Regions from separate parts of the Mus musculus genome. Here region 2 is linked to region 1. Evidence: chromatin contacts called from public HiChIP or PLAC-seq data. All regions are on one chromosome and are shown on one strand. Each heading gives the region's core, a stretch centred on a gene start, on an enhancer-like site or on the middle of the called end of the contact. The rest is flanking DNA. Distances are from core to core; before and after follow the strand shown. Region 1 holds the start of Kcnip3 (Kv channel interacting protein 3, calsenilin). Region 2 overlaps Gm39928 (a long non-coding RNA gene).

Region 1 (4,371 bases), core at 497-2,996:
GCAGGCCCCCAATCTTCTCAAATTCCAAGAGTTTAGGGGAAGTCAGCCTGTGCCCATGTGGCAAAGCAAGGCTGAGGTCCACTTGAGGAGATCTGCTTCAGCCCTTTTCGTTCCTCCATCTCCCAGAGACCCTGGAAGGACCCCAGCAATGCCCAGGCCCTGGGAAAGTCTGAGAGGACCCAAGGAAAGGGGGTCAGGTGACTTGAGGCTCCTGGCAGGGCACAGATGCCCATTCATACGTTTTATGAGGAGGGCCTGCTGGATAGGGCTGGGGAGGTTGCTGGCTCCCTGGTAGGCCCAGGACGGAAGGGTTCTGTTCTAGGCTGGCTCTGCCACAGCCTGTTACTCCCAAGGAGCTCCTATCAGAGGAGTGGAATCTCAGCAAGGGAGCCAAGCAGAGACTTGTGGCTCTCTAGAAAGAGGCACTGACTTGGAGTGGAGTGCTCAGACAACCCTGCCTCTCAAAAAATGCCACAAGTAAGGACAGGGCTTGATTCCTGAATCGTGGACATGTAACTGGTGGGTAGAGAGTTCCTCCAGAACTGGCTCTGAGTGAACACAGTCTGGATATACTGCTTTGTTGGATAGGTAAAGACTCAGCTTTCCTGAGTTTTGCCATCATTAACATAGACTGGGATAATGACCCTTTTCTTCTAAGCCCACTATGCCACTCCAAGGCCTTATGGGAATTTGCCTAATGCCAAGTCAGTTTGGAAGATTGGCACTGACCCCGGAGCCTCTGGGACCCTTGTCGTCCTCTTTCCCAGAGAGCCCTCTGTGGGAGAGTCTCTTGCCCGGAGTGAAGTCCTGCTGTGCAGATGGCAGAACTGTCCCCTCCCCTCTGGGGACAGCTTTCCTGCCTCGGGATCAACAGCCCCAGGGTTTTGCCCGGGGAGGGTCTAGCAGCTGCCGCTAATTGGCTGACTCAATAAAAAGGGGGTGGGACAGGGTAGGAAGGGCAAGCAAGTGCTCCTGGGCTTTCTGGGAAAGAGGGGATGGCTCAGGCTCTGTTTCCATGGGAACTACTGGCACTGGCAGGCTCCTCCGGGCGCCAAAAAGGGAAACTTGGCGCTGGTCTCCGTACCTGGCTCCTGGTGGATTCCCTTGGGCATTAGAAAATGCCCAAGAGCTTGTCTCCCACAGGGCAGGAAGGAGCCTTCCCGAGGACGGTCAGGACCCTCGATCCCTTCTCCATCCCCAGGTCCCACGCCAGGAGATCTAGGGGAGGTCCCGTGGTTGCTCTGAATGCCTGAATTTGGTCCCAACCTCAAGTCAAAGGACAGTGAAACTGGGAAAGTGTGAAGTGCTCGCTCCAGCTTGGAAGGTTTTCATACAGCAAGGCCTATGAGGGGTCGCACAGAGGTGACTAACAGATAGGGGAGAGCAACAAGAGGTGTTAGGACCCCAGGTGTTACCTTAGTGACGTAATCCCAAGGGCTCCTCTCTGTCCTGCGCAGGGACTGGTGGTGGAGTACCCTCCCTTCTATCCCTGTGACTGGGAAGGGTAGGAACAGACCCTGTACTAGAGGGAGATGAGAACCAGGGACAGACCCTGAGCCTAACTAAGCAAGGGGGGTTGGGGGCCAGATAGGCTGAGAGGCCAGGACTAGGAGCACAGGAAAAAGAGAAACTGGAGGTTGTCAGGATGGAGGCGAAGGAGGGGGGAGATAAGAGGGGGAGGGAAGAGGCAGAGGAAGAGAGGTGGAGCTAAGACTCGGAAGGAAGGGAGGGTGGAAGGAGTGGGCAGGGGGCGGGAGAGAAACCTCCAGTGACAATTGCGTCTGGGTCCAAGCAAACATGAGGCAGCTGCCAGCCGGACCAAGCAGTCTGGCTTGCTCGGGCTGCAAAGCGGGAAGATTAGTGACGGTCCCTTTCAGCAGCAGAGATGCAGAGGACCAAGGTAGGCGCTGAGGGGCTGAGGACTTGCCTGGACTTGGGGAAGGTGGGGCTCTGATGTTGGTCTTGACTAGAGAGTATTTTCACAGTGGTCCTTGGCCCCTACTCTCGCTAATCCATATAAGGGAAAGTAATTGTTCAGAGCATTCCTGCCTGGGAGGCTGGAATCCCGTGGCCTTTGGATGGAAGAGGCTCTGGGTGTCTGTGGACAGAAGAGAAGCTTGAAATTAGCTCCATGGCTGGTCCTGTTCAGTTAGGTCCTTGGGGCAGGGGCTGGGGTAGCTGACCCTGACCCTAGCCTCATAGATCTTAGTGAGACACAGGAGCATGGAAAAGGATGTCTTATGTGTGTGGGCAAGCCAACGGGCAAAGCTTTCAAGTAATCCATCAATGAATGAATGAAGACCCCCCCTTCTTCTTAAAGCACTATGAGACCCCTAATAAAATCACAAACATCTCTGCCTCTGTGGAGCTGTTGGGGGATGGAGAGAGAGGGGAGGCAAAGAGGCACCCGGTACAAAGTTCAAGAAATAGTAGCCAGGTGAGGGGAAGAAGAGAGACAAAAAAAAAATTAAAAAAAAAACAAAAGGTGTGCTCCAGCTTAGCACCGACCCTCAGAAAGTCTGACCTGGATGCCGCACACAAGTCCAGGGTAATCTTGCTTAGGGGGAGAAAGGATCAGATCCAGGTCCGGTTGAATGCCCCAAATAAGGAAATCAAGGTCTTATTTAAAAAAAAAAATAGATATTGGGCTGGCATCTTACAGTCTTTCTTCCCAAAAGATGTCTTCCTGCCCCACTCCCAATGAGGGCAAGCAGCCCAGAGAGGGCTGGAGACTGATTTCAGGCCATTCTGCCCCAGAGTCCAGGTTACTATCCCTGTCCTCTGGTCCAGTTCCCAGAATACCATGAAGGATCTGCAGATGGAACAAAGCCCTTTGAGCACAAGGGCAGGGTACCTTGAAAGGTACTTTCTCTCTTGTCACACCTGTCTCTAGAAAGCTCTGGACTGGCACAGCAGAAGCATAAACAGCTCTCTGTCCCAGACTCACATCCACACTCAGATGATAGGTGAAGCTGTGTGCATCTACAGACATTGGACACACAGATACCCTATGACTGTACCCCTCCCTCACAGAGCCCAGCAACGTGACTCTGTGTGTCCACAGATACAGGGAGTTCTACAGCCATGTGTGCATAGACCTGCACACAGCTGGCACTGTCCATCAGCAGGGGATAGCATAGCCCCCTTCCCTTTACCCATCTCTGGTGGCTCTAATTCCCAGAATTCTTCCTGGGTCCTTAACCACTACTCCCCTACCAGATGAGCAGAGTGTGAGGTCAGAGTCCCATAGTCCACTTGGCTGTTCTATTGGCCATTGTGGCCTCCACTGTGCCCACCATTGGCTCCTGGGCACTCATGGAACTCATTAGGCTTATGGCTGCCCCCTGGATTTCCATGTGTAGCTTGGCCCAAGATGGAAGCCAGCACCACAGTGACAGTGGAGCTGGATAAAGTCCCTACTGTCCCCTACCAGTAGGAGATTATGGAGGTAGCAGGACGGACAGCAACTAACATAGGCTGGGAGATGGCCACACTTGTCACAGTCACTAGCTGACCCAGTTCTGTCCCTGCCTTCTCACCATACCCTAGCCGTCCCTTTAGTAGCTTTCATTTGGCCCTGCAGAGTGGGCACTGACCACAATGCCAGGCCTCCTGGCCAAACCCTGTGTTGGGAGGAGAGAGCCAGCAGCATCCAGATTCAGAGGTGGTAAAGTGGACACTGGGTCAGTTTGGCTCTGGGAGCCTCCCCAGCTTCTTGCAAGTCTGACCTTAATTTGCCCTGTTTGCAGAAGCGGTAACTGAGCACAGACAGGACCTCCCCTCCTAAACCGTTATCCTCATGCAGCGCACCCAGGACTTGGTGTTGTTCTTACTCTATAGGTGAGGAACAGAGGTGGGTCCTGAACTGCATGCAGTGTTGAGACTGGATCTGAGCGGTCTTGCCTTCTGCAGCACAGACACCAAGCTCTAGGTGAGGGTGTCCGGTGGAGAGTGATAGGCGCAGACTCCAGGGGACAGAGGTGTGCCTTTAACCAGGCAGCCAAGGAGGTTTGACTGGAGACTATTTGTGCCTTCTTAGCCTGTCACTCAATGGCACTAGGGACTCTGCCCCAGTCATGACCCTGACTGCATTAGCCCCTACTTCCCCTTGCTTGGCTGTGGATCCAGACATGAAAAGGAAAGAACCTGAAGTCGTCCCCCCCTCCCCCCATTCTCTTCCTTTTCTGTTTCTCATAGCCCAAGCAGGCTTTGCTAGGGACCATAGGATGACCTTGAACTTCTGATCCCCTGCCTCTGCCTCCTGAGGGGAGGGATTACAGGTGTCTGCCACCATACCCACTTCATGCTGGGGCTTAATCCCTGGGCTTCACACACACCAGACAAGCATTCTACCAACTCAGCTCAACTCAG
Region 2 (4,371 bases), core at 1,082-3,581, 1.0 Mb before region 1:
CATACAGTAAGGGAGATGCACCGTTGCCAGCTTTTAACAGCTATATATAAAGCTTCATTGAGCCCTCTTTGGAAGACGGGGCCAAGTTTCTGACTTATTCCTTCCAGCGGTTTTCCAGAGAGGGCCACTGCCAGGTGGAAGAACGTAAACTCCTTTCAGGCTCCTCACTCTCGCTGCCAAATTCTGCTGCAGAGTGTTTCCCCCAAAGGCAGAAGGCAGCCTCAGCTCAGGACTTGTGGAAGTAAGGAGAGTCCCCTCCCCGTTCACATCCCTCGACGTGAGGAAAGAGGTCAGGACTGGACTTGTTCTTCAAGGCCAGAAAAGGAAGAATGCAGTGAATGAATGTTCCAGGAGTTACCCTGAGGAAGTGATAATAATATGATACCCGGGAAGGAGCTCTTTCTAGAACCTTCCACACTCCTTGGTTTCTTAACATTTTTATTTAAATCTTTATTATTTTCACCATCAGAGCATCCAGTTTACAGAGATGCAATGCATTAGGTAAAAGTCATATAAGTCACTCAAGTGTGGTCAGTGGTGGTCAGGGGATGTGCAGAGCCCCTCGACATTAGCCACAGTCACTTCTGGCTTCTCTCTGTACAGTGTCTACAGCTAGCAGGTCCTTGGGTACACCCGGGCCCAGGCTGGACGTTCCCTCTGAGAAATGTCAAAATTGTCACTTTGCACCTAATTCTCAGTACACAGACTCTGAGGAAGGCTGTCCCCAGGGTGTCCGGACAAGGATTGTTGGCTACTTCAATGATTTTTCTCTTTTCTGCAGGTTCAGACTCCCCCACCCTTTGCTAACTGCTGAGTTCAGAGTTGTGGGGGATGGTTTTGAGTGCTGCAGAATGCTGTGAGTCTCAAATGTAAAGCTTACTTATTTTTTTAAATCCATAAAGAGAGTTATTGGCATAAAACACTTTAATGAAGACATGATGGTTTCAGGTGGGATACACCAGGCCAGTGTTCGTGGTACCTGAATGAACTGATCAAGGAAGTTTTGGGTCCCCAATATGACCCTATGATGGCCTTTCTTCTGAGATGCCTGTGGCCCAGGACCACCCTGAGGTGGAGGGTAAAACACTAGACTCTCCAAACCCTGGCAGCACCAGTCTCTTCAAGAAAGAGACGTAATTTGTTCTGCAGCAGGCTAGTAGCAGGCAGGATAGAGAAAAGGGCTGTAGGGTCTGATGCCCTGGGGTCTGTTATATATAATTCCTCATCTACAAAAAACGGGCCAAGAGGGGCTGGAGAGATGACTCAGTGGCTAAGAGCACTGGCTGTTCTTCCAGACGGCCTGGGTTCTGTTCCCAGCACCCATATGACAACTCACAACCATCAGTAACTCCAGTCGCAGAGTTTCTTACACCCTCTTCTGGCCTCTGAAGACACTGCATGCATGTGGTACACAGACATGCATACAGTTAAAACACCCCTACATATAAAAATAAATAAACATTTTACAAAAATGAGCTGGGAGAACCAGCCACACCTAAGGTGGCGTGGTCATGTTTTGAGAGACCATTAGCCAGAAGGGAGACTCTCTGTGTAGGTGACCTCCTTAAAGATACTGTTCTCAACCAGTAAGGTTCCTTGATGCACAGTCCCTGATCATGGTGCAGGCTGCTCTTCTCCGTGGAGCTGCCTAGGCAATCCCTTCATAACCCTGCCCGCGCATCTTCTCTGCATCGCTAACTCCTTACTGCTTTAGCAGTGAGGTGCTTATTGCACCCAGCAGTTGGTGTGCAGGGAGCAGAGACCGTCTGTTGGCAGCCTGACACTTGTAGGCAGCTGAACCGAGGAGCCTAGCAGCTCAGGTGATGGAGGGGAGGCTTTCTGTGCTTGTTTCCTGCCCTTCCCCCTGCTGTGAGGAGACTGACCGTATCCCTAGTTCCTTATAGGCCATCTATATTGGGCAGTGTTGAGGAAAAGGAAGTTTTCTGTGTTCAGAGAACCATGCAATACAATTTTTGGAAGCTGCACTTGGCTTGAGGTCTGGCTCCAGTTTTGTCAGGTGTGATCCCCAAAGGCCTGAGCTAGGTGTTACAGAACACGACAACTCACTGTGGCACTGTTTCTAACGTGAAGGTGGTGTTTGTCCGGCTCCTGTATCCTCTTAGACAGATGGCCTTGTCACAGTTGCCCATCCCACAGAGAAAGGGTCTTGACTGGCACCCAGTATGAACCCTCTCCCATCAGGAGGCTGCTAATTCCAAGCCTGAGCACAGAACCCTGCTAGCTAGAACACTTTGGTGCCCTGCACACACACACAGCATGTAGGCTGTTCAGGCCTCTCAGGATGCATCTCTACACAGCGCTCCCTAGTGGACAGAGGAGGCCCAGTTCTTCACATCTGCTCAGTGATATCTCAAAAGAAATCTCTCACCCAGTCTCTAAGGTGTGGCACTTGGCTGCTGGGAAAAGACACAGTTTATCTGGCAACTAAAATTGTTTTGCAAGAGGTTCCCACAATTATGGTCTGAGGGAGGGTCCCTGCCAGCTTTTCTTAGTCACTTGGGCTTAGTGGGGGGAGGTGGTTTTTCTTTATTTTGTTCTGAAGGCAAAAGCCATCTGGGGGCAGGGTAATTACCCTGAGCCAGGGAGACAAAGGGACTGCAGTTCTCAGCTCAGCTGCAGGTGGCTGAGAGCTCTGGTTGGAATGTCACAAAGTACCCAGGTTGAAGGGTGAGTCAGAAATCCTTAGGTCACTTGTGGTTTTCTTTCATGGTTTTGCTGTGACTAGTCACTTGTTTTTACTTAGCAAGAACAACAGATGTTTGGGTGTCTGAAAGAGCACTGCCTGCCCCCTGTAGTCCCGGGGCTGCCCCAGTCTGGTAGAGAGGAGATACACTGAACATGAGACCCAGCAAGTCACTTACAGTGCCAATGTGAATCGTAGATAAGCAGTGGGCATCCCTGGGCACCGATAACGAGCCAGGCTTCTGTGGTGCTCAAGTTAGCTTGGAGTGGAGGTATCAGATCATTTATTTGAGTTACTCACCTTACTGAGCCAGTCCTCTGGACCCTCTCAGCCCCATGGAAGCAAATCCCTGCCTCGGAAGTGTGTGTGTGTGCTCAAATCTTGGCTCTGCTTCTGTATAGAAGCCAACATCTCTCACCTCAAATTCTGTTGCTCCTTAGATATAGAGTATATGTTTAAGCTCTGCATTGGGATTCTTTCCACCTTGTTGGGCCTCCAGACACTGGACAGCTGTTATTACCAGATGCAGACACTCTTGTGACTAACAATAACAGACTGACTAGAACCACTGTCTTCTGAGGTGCAGGGGCCTCCGGCCTCCTTTGCTGCTCAGGCCTGAAGTGGGATTTTTCAGGGTTTCCTTAAAACAAAAGGTGAGGCTTCTCTGCACTCTACAGAAGGGAAAGGGAAAGGACACACCAGCTTGGGCCCTTCGCTGCAGGTCTCCGAGTGGTTGCCGTTTGCTAGTGAAACAGAGCAGAAGCAAAACTGGGGATTAAAGCTGGCTCTTTCACCACCGTTCTCACCTGTGGGCCTAGTTTACCTGTGGGCCTGGGGCTTTAGTCTGTAGTCGGACCATAGATGGGTTAGAATACCACAAGCGAGTGTTATGGTTTAAGGATGGTGTGTTTGAGCACTTGTGCCCAGCTGGTGGAGCTGTTTTGAAGGATTACAAAACTTTTAGTGGATAGAGCCTTGCTAGAGGAAGTGGGTCGTTAGAGAAACGGTCTTAAGTTTTTATAGCCAGGCCTCACCTCAGATCTGTCATCTGGTTCCTTCATGCACAGTGCGGCAAGATGCCTTACTCTCCCGCTGCCGGGCCTTCCTTGCCAAGATGGACTATCCTGACTCTTAGACTGTAAGCCAAGAGAAACCCTCCTACTTTCAAGTTGCTTCTTGTCCTGCATTAGGTCATAGCAATAAGAAAAGTAACTAAAGCTGGGAGTGGTGGCCCATGCCTTTCATCCCAAAACTCACGAGGCAGAGGCAGGCAGATCTCTAAGTTTGAGACCAGCCTGTTCTGGTCTACAGAGCAAGTTCCAAGGACAGCCAGGGCTACATAGAGAAATCCTGTCTTGAAAAAAAAAACACATAAAAGCAAAACGAAAAAGTAACTAATACAGTGACTGCTTACAGCATAACCTACTCTGGACCCTGCCACCAGGTCAATCACGAAGGCTTGAGGGGCTCTGGCACATAGGGCTCCTTCTCTGCTGCAGGAAATTTCAAATATCTAGTGTCTCACAGACGCACTACTGGGGGCGAGGTGGGGGTGGGGGTGGGGGGGAGTAGGAGCTGCAAGACTCTGATGCAGGCATTATTAGAGAGGAATGTTATAGACCATGCTCCCAGGGAGAGGGGCAGCAGGTCCCACAGAGGTCACAGAG

The links. HiChIP or PLAC-seq counts read pairs in DNA pulled down with a chosen protein or histone mark.
Region 2: a contact with region 1 is called in an H3K27ac HiChIP or PLAC-seq map of stem cell-derived neural progenitor cells, with 4 times the contacts expected there. The contact joins the enhancer-like site here to the promoter of Kcnip3 in region 1. A contact is called at or near these places in 5 of 39 promoter capture datasets (3T3-L1-derived adipocytes, the HPC-7 cell line, HPC-7-derived erythroid cells and 2 more) and 1 of 115 datasets of contacts at active chromatin or transcription factors (stem cell-derived neural progenitor cells).

Annotation. Positions count from the first base shown.
Region 1 is chr2:127,518,767-127,523,137 of GRCm38.p6, reverse strand. It overlaps Kcnip3 (Kv channel interacting protein 3, calsenilin), which reads left to right and starts at 1,746. Exons shown (of 9, transcript NM_019789.4): 1 at 1,746-1,900. The coding sequence starts at 1,886. All of the region lies in intron 2 of Gm35478 (a long non-coding RNA gene), which reads right to left.
Region 2 is chr2:128,543,006-128,547,376 of GRCm38.p6, reverse strand. All of the region lies in intron 1 of Gm39928 (a long non-coding RNA gene), which reads left to right. Among named protein-coding and RNA genes, the nearest start is that of Gm39928, 4.5 kb to the left of the region's middle. Within about 2 kb of position 2,331, at least 140 of the 459 cell types and tissues checked have an H3K27ac peak or open chromatin away from gene starts, as enhancers often do. A contact at or near this core is called in stem cell-derived neural progenitor cells, where this site is marked.